Regions from separate parts of the Mus musculus genome. Here all the other regions are linked to region 4. Evidence: chromatin contacts called from public promoter capture Hi-C data. All regions are on one chromosome and are shown on one strand. The core of a region is the stretch at or near the end of the contact, and the rest is flanking DNA. Distances in the headings are between cores, read along the strand shown. Region 1 holds the start of Higd1a (HIG1 domain family, member 1A). Region 2 holds the start of Ano10 (anoctamin 10). Region 3 holds the start of Snrk (SNF related kinase). Region 4 holds the start of Acaa1a (acetyl-Coenzyme A acyltransferase 1A).

What was found. Promoter capture Hi-C pulls out the DNA fragments that hold promoters and counts their contacts. Capture Hi-C pulls out chosen DNA fragments and counts their contacts.
Region 1: a contact with region 4 is called in a promoter capture Hi-C map of adipose tissue, with 2.9 times the contacts expected there. The contact joins the promoter of Higd1a here to the promoter of Acaa1a in region 4. A contact is called at or near these places in 2 of 39 promoter capture datasets (liver and pre-B cells), 1 of 115 datasets of contacts at active chromatin or transcription factors (extraembryonic endoderm stem cells) and 1 of 9 other capture datasets (adipose tissue).
Region 2: a promoter capture Hi-C map of liver shows a contact between it and region 4, with 2.6 times the contacts expected there. The contact joins the promoter of Ano10 here to the promoter of Acaa1a in region 4. A contact is called at or near these places in 1 of 39 promoter capture datasets (pre-B cells) and 2 of 9 other capture datasets (adipose tissue and liver).
Region 3: a contact with region 4 is called in a promoter capture Hi-C map of pre-B cells, with 6 times the contacts expected there. The contact joins the promoter of Snrk here to the promoter of Acaa1a in region 4. A contact is called at or near these places in 1 of 39 promoter capture datasets (pre-B cells) and 1 of 9 other capture datasets (liver).

Annotation. Positions count from the first base shown.
Region 1 is chr9:121,856,367-121,859,205 of GRCm38.p6, forward strand. Higd1a (HIG1 domain family, member 1A) reads right to left here and starts at 1,430. Exons shown (of 4, transcript NM_019814.5): 1 at 1,146-1,430. It overlaps Gm47112 (predicted gene, 47112), which reads left to right and starts at 1,381. Exons shown (of 1, transcript NR_168944.1): 1 at 1,381-2,839.
Region 2 is chr9:122,292,999-122,295,779 of GRCm38.p6, forward strand. Ano10 (anoctamin 10) reads right to left here and starts at 1,425. Exons shown (of 13, transcript NM_133979.3): 1 at 1,306-1,425.
Region 3 is chr9:122,115,576-122,118,578 of GRCm38.p6, forward strand. It overlaps Snrk (SNF related kinase), which reads left to right and starts at 1,691. Exons shown (of 8, transcript NM_001357775.1): 1 at 1,691-1,832.
Region 4 is chr9:119,339,653-119,342,873 of GRCm38.p6, forward strand. Acaa1a (acetyl-Coenzyme A acyltransferase 1A) reads left to right here and starts at 1,642. Exons shown (of 12, transcript NM_130864.3): 1 at 1,642-2,033; 2 at 2,173-2,266; 3 at 3,071-3,128. The coding sequence starts at 1,863. Myd88 (myeloid differentiation primary response gene 88) reads right to left here and starts at 366. Exons shown (of 6, transcript NM_010851.3): 1 at 1-366. The coding sequence starts at 307.

The DNA.
Region 1 (2,839 bases), core at 180-2,679, 2.5 Mb after region 4:
TTATCTAACAATTTCAATTCCAAGTTAAAAAGATTTTTTCCCACTAGATTTTTTTTTATTATCTCACTCACCCAATGACTGACCTATATCTGTCAGAAAGTAGAACATATTTTTATTTTTAAGTCAGCAATAACCAGATATTCAAACTTAGTTTGCTGAGCACATTATTCTGTAAGGCCAGGCATAACTACTGACACACTTTTCCAAAGGCATGGCAACCTAGAAGAGGTAAATAAGAAAATGGTTGGGCATCAGGTGATATAACAGCTGAAGACTCTTCCCAGCATGTCCCTTTGGTCCTAAGAACTATTACCTAAAATAGTAAATTTTAAATTCTGATTTTGCCTAAGTTACCTGTCAGCTTGTGCAAAATGGCTTCTCTGAGATTGTGATTCAAACGGCCAGGGGCACAACACTAGGATTTGTATCTTAAGAAGCCCTTTCAAGTTATACTGTGCAGAGAAGACCTTCTAGCACATTCCAGGAGCACCGAGAACCTTTTGAACCTGTCAAGAATTTGCATCCAAACTGTCAATTTGCAGGGGGCCTCAGTAGTCCGGGAAGCAGATTCCCGGGTAGGGATCACCCCCTCAAAGAGAGGACTGCTTTCCACCCCAGGAATAAACGAGGGAAGCAGAGAACAGAATCGAGTCACCCGGACGGCTGGCACACCTGAACCTTAGTCGTGCTTTTGTGATCTCTGCACCCCGTTCCCTTGTCAGGGGCATTCGCATTCCGCCACAGCCTTCCCTCCTCCATCCGGTGACACAGGGTCACGTAAGGTCTGCGCAAACCCCGGGTGGCGCCCGGGAAGGCCAGGCCGAGGTGCCCGAGCGCTGCGCCCTGCCTCACCTCCCACCTTCTTGTGACCTTGTCCAGACTCCTAGACCCGTGCGATCGCGCTCCCTCTCCCTCTCCTCCCACTGCTCCCGGGATCCCCGAAGCTGGCACCAGCCCGGTCCCCGTTTGCCATCGTTGCCTCCTCCGCGACTCTCGTTCCCTCGGCCACGATCCGCTCCAGAAGCTCCGGCCTCCTTCCTCCGGCTCCACATGCACTGGCCGACGGGGACCCCAAGTCCTCCGCCCACCCGAGGGACCCCCCGCCCCGCAGCCCTCGCCTCCCGCCCGGCTCCCGCTTCACTCACCGAGACGCGGGGTCCCTTCCAGTCCTGCCGGTTTCTGGCCGCCACCCGAGTGCGAGAACACCGGCTTCGCCTGCTGCGGCCACTGCTCGCCCCAGCCAATCAGAAGCCAGCAGCCGGCGAGGCCGGGCCAGAGACTCCCTTTACGTGCGAGGGGCGGTGGGCGTGGTCACTTGTAGCGCGGCGCCCATTGGCTGGGGGGCCGGCCCGGTTCGTGGCGGCGCGCGCTGTTCGTGTCAGACGTGAGGCCTGGGCGGCAGTGCTGGCGCGGTGCCGCCTGGCGGCCGCTGCCTCCCAACCCCAATTGCCTCGAGGTTCTCGCGACCGGTTCGCTGGGCTCCGCGAACGCCACGCACGCAGGCTAGACCGGCTTAGGTGAGCCGAGCGGCCCGCCCGAGCGGGAGCATGCGCCGTCGGGGCGCCTTTGGGTCCCTCCCCGGAGCTGGTGGTGGCCGGAGAGCAGTGACCTCACACATGCCTGGGGAGGAGTCTGATGGGGCAGGCAGCTTCCGGGGCGGGGCTTCGTGTGGGCTCCGGGGATGGCAGACACCGACAGCCCCACTATGGGACGTGTCTGTCCAAGACTCTCAGCGTAGCAGAACATGGCGGCCTCTGAGAGAGGTAGGCTACTGGTAGGTACTCAACTTTGAGTGACTTCAGGGAGAGGAACAATTGTCTCCTCACCCCGAATAGAGCACCAACCACGGACAAGAGAAAGGATTCCGTCTTGTCTACCCTGCCCACCCCTTGCCCCGCCAGAGGCAGCTCTGCAGAGGGCTTCTTCCCCCTTTGTGCACCGATTATATAAACTGGCAAGAGGAACCACAGTGAATCGGCTAACTTTCTAACTTCCCCATACCTCAATGTTTCTTTTCTTTGTAAACTAATTTTATTACATTTACTTGTGTGAACATTTGCTGAGGTCAGAGGACAACCTTCACCAGTCACCTCCTAATGTCTGGACCCTGGGGCTAGAACTCTGATTGTGGGATTTGGTGGCCTTTACCCAGTGAACCATCTTGTTGGGCCCTCAATACGTTTCTTGAATTTCCTGAAGGCTGGTGTAGTCTTATGAGCCACCTTCCAATAACTACATAACAGGTGTCATGACTGAATATTAAAATTTTGTATTACCATTTTATTTATTGTGGGGAGGGGCACATGTGCTATGGCAAATGTGTGGAGAGCAGAGGACAACATGAAGGGACCTGTTGTTTCCTTTGCCCACAGGTTCCAAGGATCAAACACAGGTTAAAAATTATTTGAGTTAAGTCATATGTAGGAAACATTCCATGTTATACATGATAAAACTCTATGCCTGTGGCTGGAGAGTTGTCCCAGTGATTTAAAGGCACTTGTTACTCTTCTTACAAGAGGATCCAGGTTCAGTTCCTGACACTCAACGTGAGGCTCCCAACCATCCCAACTCAGTGGAACTCAAACCCTCTTTTGACTGCTTCAGGCACCAGGCATGTATATATGATGCACATACATGTATACATGCAGGCAAGATACACATATTTTTAAAATAAAACTTTTATGGTGGTGCACACCTTTAATCCTAGTATTTAGGAGGGAGGCAGGTGGATCTCAGAGTTCAAGTCCTTCCTTGTCTACAGTACAAGTTCCAGGACAGCCAGGACTACACAGAGAAGCCCTGGTTCAAAGAACAAAAATGAAATAAAGCTTTCCATACC
Region 2 (2,781 bases), core at 175-2,674, 3.0 Mb after region 4:
ATGCTACTAGAGGTCATAGGGTTCTGAGCATTCCTACAGGGCATTTATATTCTCAACTTTATCCTCTTTTCTGTGTTCCAACCTTTCTAGTTTTCCTCTTTACACACTCATACACACACGCACACGCAACCACACTACAGTCTATCCAAATGCACACTCGTTACAGTTTACCAGGCCTTGTCTATGCCTGTCTGATATTCTGCATCTCTCATTTCTCATCAAGAGGACCTAAATTTGGACTCCAGCACGCAGTAGAGTGCTTCTGTAATCCCAACTCCAGGTGATATGGGAGACAGAGACAGTAAAACCCTAAGAAGCCATAGGGCTGAATGGCCTGGAACAGGCAGCACAGCAGCAAAAATGAAAAGACACAAAGACATCCTATCTCAAACACGGTGGGAGGCAAGGGCCCACACCTGTGTCCTCTGTCCTGTACAAGCCTGTGTGTATCCGTTTGCCTGCACTCACAATAACACGAACGCACAGACAAAAATTTTTAAAAACCAAAAACCAAACCAAAGCAAACCAAAACAAAAAAACCCCAGAAAACAAAACTATATGCCTAGTAAAGTCACAGCCTCTTTGTCTGTGTGAGTGCCCTCGGACGTTCATGCCAGGTAAACAGCAAGCATCTCCCTCCCAGTTTACCCTGGTTAAGGGATGCACGGTTGCATTTAAAATTGTTTAAAGACAGAAAGAGTCCTTAGAAATATCTAGTCCTCTAAGGTTACTGTGACTTTAAATGGAAACCAGGCCACTCACAGTGCACCTGAAACTTTTAAAACTGCCGGGATTCGATTACAACATCAGGGTTTAAGGGATTGCGATTCAACTGTGGAGTGGGAACAAACTTGAAGAGACTTCAGTCAGACCGTCTACGCACCGCCTCAGCTATGGGAAAGAACAAACAGGGTTTCGGGTAGGGACAGGGCTCTGCACCCTTCACTGGAGTCATGCGACACCTATCACGGAAAGCGCACAATGGGCCCGGTCAGAAACCTCAGACCGGATCTGTTCACAACCCTAGAGAGACCGCGAGGTGTGACACAATCAAGGCTACCGGGCACCTTCCCCGAAGTGTCAATCAGAGCAGCCCGACACCCCGGGATCCCATGGTCAGTCAGAGACGGCCCTGCTCCAGGCCTGACGCAAATCCAGAGCCGGCCGACATCCCCCTGCCTCCGCCGGCTTTCACACCCTTGCGGATCTCCAGCCCTGACCAGTGCTTCCGTGGCTCTTTCCCTGTCGCGGGGGGGGAGCATCCCCAGCGGGCCCACCACACGGACTGCGCCCCTCCCCACTCACCGGCCGCCCACGCGGCGTCCTCGGGGACCGCGGGAGCGGGGAGAACCAGGCCCGCGGCGCTAAGGCGGACTGGATACACGACCGGGGCGTGGCGCCTTGGCCGACAGGAGGCGTCAACGACCGGGAGGGGCGGGGCCTTCCGGCTGTCACTCGGCGTGGGGGGCGGGATCACCGTGAAAGGGGCGGTGCCTTAACAGTTGTAAGTCCCGAGGAAGGGGGGCGGAGGTGTCAGAGTGAAGCTTCACTGGCTGACCCTCGGGAGAGGGGTGGGGCCGCGACGGAAGGGGCGGGGCCATGAAGGTTCTCATTTTGGTGGGATGTGGTGGTGCTGCATGGGCGTGGCCTCATCAGCTGTCGTTGTAGAGAGACATGTTAAAGGCGGGGCTGTGGCGAGTGGGGTGGGGCTTGGGTTGCTGTCACTCACGGCAGAAAGGGAGCCTCATCCGGAGGGGTGGGGCCTCGCTAGCGGTCCTCGTGGTGGTATGGGTGCGGGCTGGGTCTTGGCTTTGCTGGGTAGGGAATGGAAGGGAAAGGATAAGGCTCCTTACGCTTTCCTTTTCTTAATCTCTTAGACCAGAATCCAGACACCTGCCCACCTCTACCCTCTACCGTCTAGCCTCCACCCTCCACACCCTTCCAGTTTTTGCCTTCCTCCAGGGGACAAGGCCTTCACCCCAACCCCTGGGGGTGTTCCGGTTTGGAGGTTGTCCTCCTAGCCCCCTCTCTGCCTTAAGGAGCAATTCTTGGCTGGTTTTCAGCAGAATTCTGAAGCTCTCTTCTCTCTGAAAACCAAGGCAAATCTTTCAGAACTTTAACAATTAGAGTCAATTGACGACTCAGGAGACTTGTGGGTTTCAGTTGGAGAGTTCCAATTTTCTCAGCCCCTGAACTTACATTCATCCTTGCATATAACTTCATTCTTTGGTATCTGATTGGAAATGTTTGAAATTTTTTGAAAAACAATCATTTTAATGGAATATCTATTAAATCCTTTTTGCTCAGATAGTCTTTATACTGGAGATTAAACCCAGGGCCTTGTGCATCCTAGGGAAGAGATTATCCCAGCCCTCTTGGGAGTAATCTTATCACAGCTGAATTAACAAAATTTAGTTAAGCTGTGTTGGTGGCCCACACTTTTGTAGTCTCAGATACTCAGCAGACTGAGGCTGGAAGATCACTTGAACTGAGGAACTAGAGACCAGCCTGAGCAATGTAGTGAATCTCCATCTCAAAGCAAAGTACAAGATGTGAGCCTGAGTCATGGTGCCATGCCACTTAGTTTTTGTGAACCTGACACACCAATAGTTGCCTGAGAGGAAATCACATTAAGGAACAGCCTCCATCAGACTGGCCTTTGAGCTTGTGTGTTGGGGGGGAGGGGGGGTAGGGAGGAGCATTCTCTTGATGATGTGGGAGGGCCCAGCACACTATGGGTGGTACCATCCTAAGAGGGTGGAACCTGGCTGTTTAAAAGAG
Region 3 (3,003 bases), core at 441-2,940, 2.8 Mb after region 4:
CTTTCGGGGTACAAACTTGGCTACTGGACTTCCCTTGGGAGACCATTATAAGTGATGCTTTTATTCCTTCATTGGCCACAGTGTCCCTGACTAGTGACAGTTCCCAGAGGGCAAAGGTCTTTCAGCAAAAGAGCAGATTGTGCAAGACCTAGTTAGGAGCGGTTGCTCAATGTGTGTCTAAATTAGAATCTCCCTGGCAGAGCTTCTAAGATGGCTCAGCAGGTGGGGGTGCCTGCTGCCTCGATTGCTAATTCGAGTTCCATCCCTAGGACCCATGTGGTGTCAGACAAAGAGACAGAGCTTTCTCTTCTACAGGTTGACTTCTACATGGATGTTGAACATACACACACACACACACACACACACACACACACACATGTAAAAAAATAAGAAAGAGAGACATGAAGAAAGAAAAAGAAAACATTTCCACGTCAAATGACACTGTCCTTTCATGATCCTAAGTCAGGTGGGGCCTGCGTGAGCAGAGGCCAATGCTGGGGTTTTCCTATGTGCACTTTGCCACCCAGGGCTAAAGCATTAGGATAATTGAAGGTCTAAGCACACATTTCAGCAGAAGATCGAGACCACCTTCCCAGTCATTCTGCTTCCCAGCCATCTTCAGGCATGCGAAGTGGATGTTGTAGTATAAATAAATAAATAAATAAATAAACAAATAAATAAATGAAGGGAGGAAGGAAGAAGACTTGCCATTTTCTGACCAACAGAGATGGCAAAAGCCATTTAGATTTTTTTGTCCAGTCAGTTGAGTCAGGCTTGGACATGTAAGAAGCTCATTCTGCTTGTGTGTGTGTGTTTTTTCTTCTTCTGTGGATGCAGGAACACAGAAGGAAAAGTAGGGGAGAGAAACCTGGCACCTGGCTTCTTTTCAGGAGCCCCAGAGGACTAGTCTCCATGGCTCATTATCCTTCCAGGAGATAGAGCTGGGAGTTCCCTCCCTCTTGTCCTGCCACCACTAACATCCCTTTCTGAGTCATCTTGGAACAGAACCATGAACAGCCAAGTTAGTGCCTGCTGTGTACTTCTCCACGTTGTTTCTCAGAGGCTGCCTGGCCTGGCCAGTGACTTTTGACTCTAGAGGCAAGCCTGCATTCAGGTGTTGGGCTTTGCTTCTTTCTGCTTTAGTGGTAACAAAAGCAACAGAATTCTTCAAATGTATTCCCAGAGAGAAGAAAAAGTAAAGAAATGTGTATGTATATATATATATATGTGCATATGTGTATGCATGCTTGTGTATATATGATACACACACACACACACACACACACACACACACATATATATATATATATATATATATATATATATATATGCACGTGCATATGTATATTAATTTTGTTGTCTCTCATTGCTTCAAGCTAGATGGGAGATAGGGTGAACATTGATGGATAAAGCGCATGTGCTCCTTGCCCTCAGCCCCAAGATCTCTTCCAATATCCCCTGAAAGCTATAGCTCTAGCTGCTATGCCTGCTGCCGCTGTCCATCGTCCTGGCGCTTCCTTCTGCATAATCTCTATTCTTTCCAGAGTAGGATGTGCTCAGGCCAGGGCCAGGACGCCCTCCAGTAGACCCTGAGCTGGCCTGCAGGTGCGCCGGGTTAACCCCGCCCCGCCCGACCCAAGGCCCCGCCCTCACACAAGACCCCACCCCATCGCTTTCGTCACGATGACGCAAGGCCCGCGCCTGCGCAGCGCGGCCGCACCCCCGGCCGCCCGCTCGGTATTATGATTAGCCCTGGGTGCGGGGTTCCGGCGGCCGGGAGGGAGTTGTCGACGCCGCGGCCGCTGCGGACGGATGCCCGCCTGCCGGCTGAGGTAGGGCGAGCGCGGCGCGGGAGCGTGGGCCGGGTCTGCGCTTCTCCTCAGCGGCCGCCTTAGCGGGGCTGGGCTGGCGCCGCCGCAGGCGGAAAGTAAGTTGCGCGCTCGGCCCGGGGTGCCCTGCGCAGAGGACGCGGCCCGCGGCACCACCCCGGCCCCGAGCTCGCCCGGCCTGCGGGCTTCGCGCAGCCCGGCCCGGCCCTGCCCTTGCGGCCGCCGCGGGATTGCGGCAGCGCGGGAGTCGACGCGGCCCCGCGCCGCGCCCGCAGCGGGCCCCGGGCGACGCGAGATCCACGGGCCTCAGTTTCCCCGTGGGCCGCGAGTCCCGCTGCAGAGCCGGGCGGCCGCCGCCTCACGATAGCTCGGGGACGCGGTTGTCTACGGAGAAGGGCGCTCGGCTGCGGAAGGGGCAGCGGTGCGGCTCCCCGGGGACTGCTCGGATTTTTTCGCGTTAGGAGACGCTGTTCTTTTCCGTAGACATCGCCTGTTGATTTCTTTCCGAACCATTTGCAATAAAAACAAACACCTTGTTGCCTTTTGCTTGGACTCGGGAGCCAGGAGAGTGGCAGCCCTTTAAGCTTAGGCTTCCTCCAGCTGTGATGTTCTTAAACAGTGGGGTCAGCTACAACCTAGGAGCTTCGCTGTGAGTTCGGGTCGTGTATGCATTGGGGAATTTCTCTCCGGGGTTCCTAAGACTGTAGAAGTCAGAGGCTGTAGGGCCTCTGGGCTGTCAGGTTTCTTACTTTCCCTTCCGTTTAAATGAGCGTATTCTCCAAGTCTTAGGAGCCTTGGTGAAACCACCTGGATGCTTGAAGTGTTTTGTCAGGTTTAAGGTGAAGTAAGCGATGGACCTACAGGTGTACAGCTCTTTCTGCTGAGTTTCCAACAGATTCCTGTCCAGGGTCAAAAGGCTCAGTTTGGATTCTTTGTAGGGATTGGGACACTGTCCCAAATTGATCCCTAACTTATCACAGTTCGTATCGGTGCAGTCTGAAGCCCAGGTTGTCAAGGATTATGTAATCAACTTGTTAATTTCTAATCTTGTTACAGTGTTTTCCAGATTTATAAAACCATTCCCTTCAGAGAAATCTGTCTTCAGCGTCTGGTTAAATATTTCTCTTGGAATTGGGTTCTTGAAGACAATTCTGTATGTGTGTTAATTAAACAT
Region 4 (3,221 bases), core at 392-2,891:
TCAGTATATCCTCACGGTCTAACAAGGCCAGCAGCTCTAGCAGCCTGCCGACAGACGCGCCAGAGCGCCCCTGCCAGGCATCCAACAAACTGCGAGTGGGGTCAGGGCGCGTTTCCAGCTCTCGGATCTCCAAGTACTCGAAGCCCATCTCCTCCGCCAGCAAGGTCCAGTCGGCCGCCACGGGCGTCCGAGGGTTCAAGAACAGCGATAGGCGGCGCCTCACTCCCACGTTAAGCGCGACCAAGGGTATGGAGAACATGAAGGAGTCCAGGGACCCGGATCCCACGCGGGGGTCTCCCGCAGACATGGCAGGCAACCCTGGGCCCCCGGTGCCGTCCAGTACGCTCGCCTGTGGAGTTTCCTACTTCCCTTAAGTCTCCTGCCAGCCCCTCCTTCTTTCGCTTTCCGAGAAGCTCCGCCCTTTGCTAGAATCTAGACTACGGGGCCAGAACTACCCAGCCTAAAAGTCAACCCACTTGTGCTTCTAACGTTTGCTCACCTCCCCTCGAAGGTGTGAGAATTTATATAAACCGCCTCTGGCATCTGCCTTGGCCCACCGATCAAGGTGGATGGACTAGGCGATCTGGTAGTGGTTATTATGCATGGTTAGCTCAATCAGCCTTGTTTAGGACTTGAAGGAGTTACAGCCCTTCTGTACAGTAATTTATATTCTGGTAGTAGGGAGGGAAGAGACAGACTGGCTTCGGAAGTAGTAACCCGAAGGCTCAGTCTACCTTTAGCTATCTGATGTCACTTGTGACTCTGCTTTTTAAAGGGGAAAGCCCACGACCTTGCCCATAAATTGGCATTTAGGGTATCTTGTCCTTTGTTTTCTGAGACAAACAGCACTACCTTCCCGGGGTCTGCAAAAAACACGCGGAACCTACCACCTTACTCTTTAACGTTGGGTCTAGACCCAAGGAAGATTTTTTCGTTAATTCACTTGGTTAATCTATTTAGGTGTCAATCTCCAATACTGGGTCTCCCTCCACCCTCCACCCCCATCCCCGGGTTTAGTAGAATTCCTAGGGGAATGTGGGCACTAATGGCACTATCCCAAACAAACGTAGATCAACAGGCTTAAGACGAGTGGGGCACGTTACAGTTAGAACCTGCCTGCCGTTCAGCACCTTAATCGGTTCTTCACACCAGCCCGGAACCCAAAATTACTTTGTTTTCTGAGAGAGCTTCTGTGACAGCCAACCCGGTTGGGGCTTAACTAGGTGCCTCAACATTTTCTAGGTCCTCAGTTCTCGGTTTTGGGACCCGGGGCTGAGCACAGCAAATTTTGATGGGAGACAAGGGTCTTCTCGGGCTAGCTCAGCAGAGAAGCCATGGGCCGGGCTCCGCCTTCTACGCGGCTGCGCGCTGAGCTCAAGGGGAGGGACTCCCTTGAGGCTGAGTTCATCCTAGGAAACCAGAAGTTTGGGAAACCTCCTTCCCCAATGTCTACAAAAGGTTGTGCAAACTTGGAAGTTTCCAGTCTGCCTTTCAAGGAGGATTAAGAGTGCGCATTACGATTGGCTTCCGTAGGATTGGCGGGCGGGGCTTTGAGTGGAGAGAAAGCGTCTTAGGACGGGCGTTGGGCGGGACTCTGGGGCAAGGGGTGAGTGGGCGGCCCTCAATCAGACTCCCCTTAATCTAATTGGTTGTACCTAGGAGTGGGCAGGCCCTCTAAAGACCCCATCCTACCTCTCGCAGTATCATTCTACCGGGGTTGTGATCCCCTTTCAGGCCTTGCGACGTAGAAGGCTGTCCTGCGCCTGCGCCCGCGCCTGCGCCTGCGCCTGCGCCTGCCATCATTCCTGTTCCTAAAGCTCTGCACCCAGAACCTAAACGAGTAGGTAGGACCCACCTCCGCGATGCATCGGCTGCAGGTAGTGCTGGGCCACCTGGCCGGCCGGCCCGAGTCGAGCTCCGCGCTGCAAGCTGCGCCCTGCTCCGCTAGGTTCCCGCAGGCCTCGGCCTCCGACGTGGTGGTGGTGCACGGACGGCGCACCCCCATCGGCCGCGCCAGCCGTGGAGGCTTCAAGGTGAGGCCCCTCGGGCGGGCGAGGGGAGCAGAAGGCGGCCAGCGCGGATGGAATTCTGCCGTCGGGGGTCCGGTGACCGCAGAGTCCCCGGGCGGGGATGCGGGAGCTGGGCTCACCGCTGCTGCGCCTCGCCCTGCAGAACACCACCCCCGACGAGCTTCTGTCGGCCGTGTTGACCGCGGTTCTCCAGGACGTGAGGCTAAAGCCTGAGCAGCTGGGAGACATCTCCGTGGGTGAGCTCCCCTGCGGGTCCTGCACCGGCCCTCCCCCGCCCTCCTCCCGAAGCTTCACTTTCTCTCCGAGAACCTGGGTTTCACTGAGCAAGACTACAGACTCCACCGATTTAAGTGGGATGGTTGAAGGACCCTTTTACAGGGTTCGCCTAAGATCATCGGAAAACACAAATATCTACATTACGATACTTAACAGTAGCGGAATTACAGTTCTGATGTAGCAATGAAAAATAACTTTATGGCTGGGGGTCACCACAGAAGCCTAGATGTTCCTGGAGACTGCAGGAGGTGAGAAAACGCAGTTCTCTACCTACATGGTGTCCTGGGTTACAGGTGCAGATGGATTCACCCCCACCCTGTCCTAACCCCTGCTTTACCTGAACTAGAACATAGAGTAGGACACGGTCTTGTCCCGAGGTGCCAGCCTGTTCCTCGTCCCTGCAGCAACGCAGGGCTTGGCGGAGGACACTTGGGGAGGTGAGCAGTTGCAGACTCCCTTTGCCCATGGCTCTGCACAGTGTCTCTTACTCTAGAGTCTCTCCTGTTACCAGGCAAGCCCTTGCCCCCAAGCCTGTGATTTAGAGGAGCATGCTCTGGCCCTCCATCACTGGACAGGTGGATGACAAGCTGTTGGGTAGCTGTCTCCCTATTTTCCACACACTGAACTTTTATAGTTTCACATGAGCCTGGGAAAACCCTAAAGTGATCCGGAAGAAAGATCTGGAATGTCTCTTCTCTGGGACTCCCAGCTGAACCCTAGTATGCAGGACACTACTTGGTACTGAATACGTTTTCTATCTACAGGCAATGTTCTTGAGCCAGGAGCCGGGGCTGTCATGGCACGCATCGCCCAATTTCTGAGGTAACTCTTTTCCCTCTGGTAGGGATTAACCAGTCTGTAGGTGACAGGTTATCAGATTGGATACTCGATACCAAGTCAGCCAGAATCCTTGGA